3 separate regions of the Sus scrofa genome follow, and regions 2 and 3 are each linked to region 1. The links are chromatin contacts, called in public Hi-C and HiChIP or PLAC-seq maps. All regions are on one chromosome and are shown on one strand. The core of a region is the stretch at or near the end of the contact, and the rest is flanking DNA. Distances in the headings are between cores, read along the strand shown.

Region 1 (2,767 bases), core at 73-2,572:
TTCTAAAATTAAACACTCAGAAGGCTCCAAGCCTTTAGCAATACTGCCAGTGCAGAATGAGGCAGCAGTGTCCCCCGCCTCACCCCTACCAGGCCACAGTGACCATCTCCTGTCCCAAATCCCCGACCCCACATGCAACTCCCAATCTTGGAGAAGCGCCCTGACTCCACTTCCGGCCCCCAAGGGGAAAGTCACAAGCAGATGCCTCAGTTATGTCTCCTAGGTAACCAAGCAGCCCCTGGATCTGAAGCTTGGAATCAGGCATGAACTTTGTGCCCCAAAGGAGGAAAGAAAGGTGGGGGGTAAGGGTAGGGGGTGGCATGGGGAGTCTCTGCCCAGAAGGTGGAAGCCACAAAAGGAAGCACAATGCAGATGTCTCTGCAGGCCTCCAAGCGGCCAGAATGCAAGTGCTGCCCAACTCCAAGGCACCAGGCCAGGGGTGGGGCCATTTTGCCTGGACTCCAGGCCCCTGTGCCCACCTCTGCACCATGCTCTCCAGTTTCCCACCAGCATATTCAACTCCGAGCCTCGCGTACTGATTAAGCACCTACTCTGGGCACAGAATGCACTAGAGACTAAACCCCAGGCCACAAGCTTCATGGTACAGATGCCCAGCAGCACCGCATCACTCAGGCAGCTAAGATCCAGGCTGCTGGGCCCAAGGTGGCCTGGGGGGGTGGCTTGGCAGCAGAGGTGGCACTGGGGGACTTGGTGTGAGGTCCTGGGGGAAAGGGCTGGGGGGCTTGGCCCAGCCACGTGTCCACTCTGTATGGGGATCCAGACGGGAGCAACACTGGGCTTCCTGCATCCTTCTCCACAGCTGGCAGGCACCTGGAGGAATCACTGTCCTGCACAACAGTCCTGGCCTCGCTCTTCCCAAAGAGGACTGGGTGCCAGGGAGGACCCACGAGCTCCATGCTGACCTCTGGGTGCCTCGTTCCTGGGGTTCCCCAAACGGCAGACTTGTACTCCAGCCCGTCGTTATTAGCCTCAAATGCCCAAGACCTGACCACCTGCTGCTGCCCAGTGGGAAGGTCTGAGGCCCTGGGTTTGAGGCCCGAGTGGCCAGAACAACACAGCACCATGCCCCAGGCAGGCAGTGTGCAGCGGGCCCTGTAAAGAGCATGTGGGCCAGCCGCTGCTGGTGCTTATACTCTGAAGAGCCACAGGCCTCCTCCTAGGTCAGCAGGACAGACAGAATGGGGGTCCAACACTGCTGACTGGCCCCCTCCTGGGAGCCACAGGGCAGCCCAGGCCCTCTGCTCACAGCCACACACACAAGACACTCCAACAGACACTTCCTGCCAGGATGCCAATGCGCAGGCCAGCCAGGGCGTGCCAGCCAGGCTGGGTGTCCTGCCAGCAGAAGGACCTCGACTGACCAGGAGATGTCCAGCCAGCACAGCTGCTCTGCCTCACCTTAAGCTCTCCCAGCCTCTCTCCCAACCCTGAGGCCTCCACCCTCATCCCCAATATCTCAGAGCCAGAAGCAGGGTCCTCTGCTCCCGGGAAGGCAGTGTCATGGCCTCCTTAGATTCTCGGCCCATTCAGGCTGCTTTCAGATTCTTCCTGCAGCCCTGGGCACACGGGGCCTGCGAAGGTAGCTTCTCACGGCTGCAAGGGATGGGTGGTCCATGCCCACCAGCACAGGAAACCTGGCCTGACGACTTGTGTGCATCCCAGGGCTCAGATCCAAGCCCCAGGCAGCCCCTTGTGGGGCCCAGAGAAGAGGCTGACTCCGTGTCCTTTCCTCGCTAGCAGCTGCTGGTTCCTAACAGTTCGAGCCTCCCCACCTCCAGGCTACATCATCTTCCTCTCTGCAGTCTCTCTGCGCAGACACCAGAAAAGCCAGCTTCTCCCTCCCAGGATGCCAGGGCTCTGCTCTCCCTCCCAGAGGGTGAAAAGCTATCACCTCCCTACAATGGCTGCTTTGCGGACAAACCAGGTGAAGCTGGAGGGGTGGCCTCTGCCGCCTAAAGTGCACGTGGGAGCAGCAGGGACTCCTCACCCCCCGGGAGGCCACTCCAGTGCCCCCCAAAGCCCTGCTGACCCCAGCACTGAGTGAAGAACTGTTCCTCTGTACCTTCCTGGGGCCTCCATGCAGCCTAACCACAACCCAGGGCTCTGGCATCTTTTTATGGTCTTGAGTGTGTCAACTTCAGCCTGGGTCCAAGAGGGGCTGTCACCCCAAGTCTGAGGGAACAGAACTCAGGCCTCAGGCAAAGAACCTGGAGACCCCAGAGCTCTTGCACTGTGCCTGGGTGGGGGTCATGAAGCTCAAAGCTCGGCCACTTCCTCAAGACAGCGTGTGCCTTTCCGAGCTCTGCATCTTTCTCAGACCCTCACATGGCACTTGCTTTAGGAGAAGAGGGTGAGTTGAAGCGTCTTTCACCTGGAGGAACAGGCTTCCTGGAGGATCCAGAGGTCAGCTGAGGCCGTGTTCTAGACCTTACACTGTCTTCAGCTACCAGCATTCAGGCAGCTGAATGTGCCAGGCCCACCAGCCCCGGGAACTGCTCAATCAGAGGGTGGTTCACAGCAAAGCCACACAGGGGCATCTGTACCCCCATCACATCCAGAGAGCATGCCCCCTCTAGGCTGGGTTTCTCAATGACACAGGGATGTGGCCGAGGACAGCTCTGCCACTGGCTCTCTCTCATGCTGTTTCTCCTTCTCCTTCATCAGGTCAAGGAGCAGCATCTCGGGTCCATGAAATTGGGAAGAGGAACAGCAGCTCCAAGGTGGAAATCCTGGCCTGTGACCCAGA
Region 2 (2,700 bases), core at 40-2,539, 70 kb after region 1:
CTCATTTTACTCTGCAAACAAAGGATCTTGTCAACAGAATTCCCCTACCCAGAAAACAAAATTTAGTAGTTCAAACTGATTTTATTTAGAATTCCTAATGTAAAGATTTTTCCACCTGATCTTTGTCTTGCTAACCTGCCGTAACAATTCATTTAAACGCCAACAGCTGAGTTAAATGAGCTTTTAATTGATCTGCGCACTGAAAAACCAATTAGGTCTTCAGAAATCGCATCGCGTGCTGCAAAACAATATTTATTTTAAAAAATGATTTATGGAAAGAGTCTTGGAACGGAATATGCTGTGCTTTTTCCCCAGAGGGTGAAGAGGTTAAGCTGTCGCTGCTAGATCTCGGCTTGGAAACTGTCTTTTAATCATCTCCCAGAGAAATGGAGGCAAGGAAGCCAGGCCAATCCCCTCGCCTTCTCGCCACGTTAGCTTTGCGCTGTTAGCCCCCAATTTCTGTTCACTGCCGACCTCAAAAGGAGGAAACGCTGGGTTTTAAACCATTTGAGGCCAAGCGGAGGGCTGAGCCGTGGTGACAATAAACCCTTCGTCCTGCTAACAACGAATCAAAGCAAGAGGGAGAAGGCTCAGGCAGGCTCAGGCCGGGCACCTCCGCCAGGTGAGTGCTCCGAACCCCAAGCATGAGAGGCCACCCTGCTGCAGGGGCGGCGACGCCCACCGCCCCCGGCCCGCGCCCACGCGGCCCTCGGGCTCCGGGAGCCCGGCGTGGCGCCCCCGCCCCCTTTTCTCTTTGTTGCACACCCTCCCGAGCCGCCGGACACGCTGCGGCGACCCCACGGATCCTGCGGGGTAATCCCCGCGATAGAGTCAGGCCGCGTCCACGCGGGCACCGCAGCCTCCCAGGAACCGGGTGAAGCCGGGTACTCTGACTGTCTCCTCCAGCCCCGGACCTACGCGGCCACCTCTCCCGGGTGCAAGCACCGGGGACCGCGAGGCGGGCTCAGTGCCATTGCCGGGATCCACGCGCCCTACCTGTATCCGGGGGTCCACTTCTTCCTCCTCCTCCAGCCCTGGCTCCATCCCCTCCTCCTCCTCCTCCTCCTCCGAGTCCCGGGCTGGCGGCGGGAGCTCGGCCGCCTCCTCCGGCCGGCTCCGCTTCGGCGCCGCGTCCATGCGGGTGGCCGGAGAGCGAAGCGAACGGCGGACTTCGGAGCGCAGGAGTGGCGTTCGCAGGCTGGGCCGGGGCCGTCTGGCCACCGCCCGGTGCGCTCTGGAAGCGCCGCTTGCTGCCGCGGGTCCCCGGCCCCGAGCAGGAGGAAGTGGGCGCGGCCGCCCCCTGTCCGCCGCGGCAGTAAGCGCAGCGCCGCCCGCTCCGCCCCAGGCCGGCCCGCCCGCCCTGCGCGGCCCCAGCTATGGCCCCGGCACCCGGGCTCCGTCACAAAACCTCACTCCCGGAAAACCTTAGGGTCGTGAAATGGAGGAGCCCTCACCCCTTTTAACTTAGCAGCCCGGAGAGATCACAAGCTCCCCAACGTCAGCCGCCTGGTGACAAGAGTGCTTTTCTCCCTCCCTCCTCTGCCCAGGCAAACTAACTGCTTGGAAGGGAAGTTAGGGGTATTGCCACTGTCTGAAGTCACCTTTAGAAGCTGGTATTCAGTGACCCGGGACCAGTTTCAAGACTCACTCAAACTCCTGTATACACTGGAAGCGCTTTGCCCCCGTGGGTGACCTTGGGAATTGAATCCACCTGAAGATTTCCCCAGAACAGGGAACTACAACATATACTCACATAAACACAAAAGGATAAAGAGAGGAGCCAGCTGCAGCTCCATGCGTGGATTCTTGGTCCAAAGGCTGTGGCCCCCACTGGGCCAAGCTACGTGCTTTTCGATGGGTTAGGTGATCCTCCCTGAATAGCCAGGACGCATGGAAAATCCACAGATCAGTGGGTGGGTACAGCCTTCTCAAGAAGATGTGAGTGTGTGGAGTTCCCATTGTGGCTCAGTGGGTTAAGGACCTGACAGTGTCACTGTGAGGAGATAGTTTCAATCCCTGGCCTCGATCAATGAGTATGGTTCCAGCCTTGCTGCAGGCAACCATAGGTTGCAGATGCATCTCGGCTCCCACCTTGCCTGTGGCTGGTGGTGTTAGGGACCTAGCTGCAGTGCTGATTCAACCCCTAGCCCAGGAACTTCCATATACTCCAGGGGTAGCGGGAAAAAGAAAAAGAAAAAAAGATGTGAGTGTAACCCCTGTTAATGGACACACTCTGTCCAAGGATTTATGAGCTAGTAAGTTTTCCTGCCCACCCAAACAGGTAGGGAGCCAGAACTTACTTGCCTGGCAAACTCAACATCACAAAAAGCCAAAGAATAAGGGTATATCTGTGCTTTTATGAAATGTCAGATCCACTGTGATGTCAGGGGAGCAGAAAGTCAGATGACTTTAGTGAAGCAGGCAAGGACATTGCCACTGGCCATTGCTAATGTCTCCTTCACTACAAAATTGCAGGGTGTACACACTTCCTACATGGAGGCTCGTGGCCCATGGGCTCTGTGAGTTTGAAGGGAAGACTTGCTTGAGAAAGGAGCTTCTTTCTGAGAGCCTGTCATTAAAGCCAAGCTTGGAAAAACCTGCTTATAATGGTTTTCTGAAAGGCTTAGTTGGAGGGGGGTGTTTACTCTTTGGGCAGGCTTCCACCCTACACACTCAGACACTGTGGTCCACTGTCAAAGA
Region 3 (2,700 bases), core at 6-2,505, 120 kb after region 1:
CCTTGCTCAGTTGGTTAAGGATCGGGCGTTGCTGTGAGCTGTGGTGTAGGCCTGTGGCTCCAGCTCCAATTAGACCTCTAGCCTGGCAACCTCCATATGCAGTGGGTGTGGCCCTAAAAAGACAAAAAAAAAAAAAAAAAAAGGAAGGAAATTATAACATGGATGAAATCTGAAATAAGCCAGTCACAAAAAAGACAAAAATTGTATAATTCCACTTATCTTAAGTACCTAAAGTATTCAAATTCATGGAAACAGAGAGCAGAATGGTGGTTACCAGAGGTTGGGAAAAGGGAAATGTTATTTAATGGGTAAAGAGTTTCAGTTTTGGAAGATGAAGCTCTGTTTCACAACATGAATAGTTACTTTTGAACTGCACACTTAAAAATAGTTAGGATGGTAACTTTTATGTGTGTGTGTGTTTACCATTTTAAAAAACTTTTTCCTAGATAATATGTTCATTGACTATATTCTATTTCTTTTATGATGCATCTTAGTTGGCTTAACCATTCTTCTACTGGTCATTTAGATAAAGGGTTAGCAAACTTTTTCTTAAAGGACCAGATAGTATTTGGTTTGCTGGCTGTAGTCTCTGCTGTTACAGCAAGAAAAGAGATGTAAACAATATGTACACATGGGTGGCTGTGCTTCAGTACAACTTTATCTACAAAAGTAGGAGAACAGCTGGATTTGATCCATGGGCCAGAGTTTGCTGAGCCCCTGGTTTAGACTGTTTCTAATATTTGGTATTAGAAAAATGCTGCTAATGAACCTTTGTGAAAAAGTCCATATATATAAATATCTACATGTATACGTACATACACACACACACATATTTTCTTTCCTAAGTATGTGTACACACACATACACACACACATGAACACACAGGAAAGAATTCTAAGAATTCCATACCTCTTAAGGAGAAAAATTAGAATCAAAACTGATTTTCTCCTGATGAGAGAAATCTAAACCATACCTCTAAAGGAGCTGAGTGTCAGTTCTCATCTCCACAGCCGTGCCCCAGACAAAAACATATGTGCTTCTACTGTGGACATGTAGAGAGTACTGTGGAAACACTCTCTGCAAATGAAGACAGTTGCCCCACTCAGGTTTCCCATAGCTTTTCTTCTTGTTTCTCTTTCCCCTGCTGAATTGTTTGTATTTGTTTTTCCAGCTGACTTACTTTGGTTTAATGAAGACATGGCCAGGCCTCCTTCTCAGCATACGCCTGCACTGTCCTCCCTTCCAACCCTGAACTCCGGCTACAGCGACCCCTGTGCCCAGTTGGTACCTACTGAACACCAGCTAATAACATGCCACACATCTAAGAAGGGCAGAAAGGAAAAGTGAAAAAAACAGCTAATTTTATTTTTAATGAAATACTTGGTTTCAGTAGTGGAGCCTATGTAAATTTCTGTTAAATATTCCCTCCCCAACTATAGAAAACTCGCTCCTGGAAAATACTCTCTTGGTAGACATGGTTTCTTTCACAATTTTCCCTTCCTTGATCAACAACTGTGAAATAGGGAATAACTGAATAATGTGTGAAGCAAACAAGGGACCACGCTGTGGTCCTCCTCTTGCTTTAACCCCCAGCAACCAGAAAGGCAAGTCCACAGAACCAGTTGGAGGGGTGAAGCCCTGCAGACATCTTTAGAGCCCACTGCCTGAAAACGTTGCCTTCAGAAGGCAAACTATTTGAATGTTGGATAAAAGCATGCTTGCTGTCTTATCCCTGTAGTGAGGCCAAACTCTTATGAGCTAAATTTGACTAGAAAACACATTTGTAAACATTTTCTTTGTTCTTCAAGGACAATGAACCCTCTTTAACTGCAATTAAGGGGTTGGGGGGGGGCGGCACGGTGGAGACCAGTGGGACTAGTTGGCATCTATCGCCACCTTGTGGCAGGACATCCAAATCCCGAGCCTTTCAAAGGCCCTCAGATTGAATAGGGTGGTCTTTCTGAAGAGGAGCATGGGTTAAAAATCACGGGAGAAGTTATTTTCTTGGGGAACACAGGCTGGTAGAAATAACTAGCACCTGAATGTAGCTCTTAAGTAAACAGAGCGCTTGTTTAACCCTGGCATCAGCCCTGTGCTGCAGGTAGCAGGATCTCAGCCCTAGAGATGTGAAGACTGGAGCTCCGAGAAGAAGAATGTTAGCATGGGGCAAGTCCTGGAGTTGAACCCGGATGATCATGTTCCAAATAGCACAACATAATTAGTATTATTGTATGTAGTATACACCAAAAGAAATACATAGTACCATATAGTATCATTGTGCTATACTTTGTGGTATAATATATATTCTATACCATATTTTGGTATATACCATACCACGGAGCACTGCAGTACTTATGCTATTTTCTATAGTACTGTAAACTCTCCATCTTGCTGGGCTGTGCTTTCCTGGATCCCCTGGGCACCCAACGTGCAGAAGACCTGCTCCTCTGTCTTAAGGTACACTGAGGCAGTAGGACTGAAGTCGTTTATTTCATACCCCAATCTACTGGCCCAAACCATGATGGACTATGTCACCTCATTCACTGAACTTCAAGTATATTTTACAACCAATATATTTTAAAGTGAGGTCATTGAGGGGTTACCTGGTTCCATGCCAGAGATGCGCATGTCATTAGGCCAGCTTTAAATATTCGGAGTGAAAACTTGGCAGCCCTTCCTTGATGGGGCAGGAATTGGGGG

The links. Hi-C and Micro-C count contacts between places; a contact is called where the count stands out from the background. HiChIP or PLAC-seq counts read pairs in DNA pulled down with a chosen protein or histone mark.
Region 2: a contact with region 1 is called in an H3K27ac HiChIP or PLAC-seq map of skeletal muscle. The contact joins the promoter of SH3BP5 here to the enhancer-like site in region 1. A contact is called at or near these places in 2 of 5 promoter capture datasets (fetal liver and liver), 19 of 47 Hi-C or Micro-C datasets (alveolar macrophages, blood, brain and 10 more) and 2 of 2 datasets of contacts at active chromatin or transcription factors (alveolar macrophages and skeletal muscle).
Region 3: a contact with region 1 is called in a Hi-C map of skeletal muscle, with 4 times the contacts expected there. The contact joins two enhancer-like sites. A contact is called at or near these places in 1 of 5 promoter capture datasets (liver), 30 of 47 Hi-C or Micro-C datasets (adipocytes, alveolar macrophages, blood and 16 more) and 2 of 2 datasets of contacts at active chromatin or transcription factors (alveolar macrophages and skeletal muscle).

Annotation. Positions count from the first base shown.
Region 1 is chr13:2,514,654-2,517,420 of Sscrofa11.1, forward strand. The region is part of intron 4 of SH3BP5 (SH3 domain-binding protein 5); the gene reads right to left. Among named protein-coding and RNA genes, the nearest start is that of CAPN7, 64 kb to the left of the region's middle. Within about 2 kb of position 1,323, at least 19 of the 83 cell types and tissues checked have an H3K27ac peak or open chromatin away from gene starts, as enhancers often do. A contact at or near this core is called in mesenteric adipose tissue, omental adipose tissue, retroperitoneal adipose tissue and 2 more, where this site is marked.
Region 2 is chr13:2,584,312-2,587,011 of Sscrofa11.1, forward strand. SH3BP5 (SH3 domain-binding protein 5) reads right to left here and starts at 1,290. Exons shown (of 9, transcript XM_003132063.5): 1 at 997-1,290. The coding sequence starts at 1,137.
Region 3 is chr13:2,634,381-2,637,080 of Sscrofa11.1, forward strand. No RefSeq gene overlaps it. Among named protein-coding and RNA genes, the nearest start is that of EAF1, 19 kb to the right of the region's middle. Within about 2 kb of position 1,256, at least 14 of the 83 cell types and tissues checked have an H3K27ac peak or open chromatin away from gene starts, as enhancers often do. A contact at or near this core is called in omental adipose tissue, retroperitoneal adipose tissue and skeletal muscle, where this site is marked.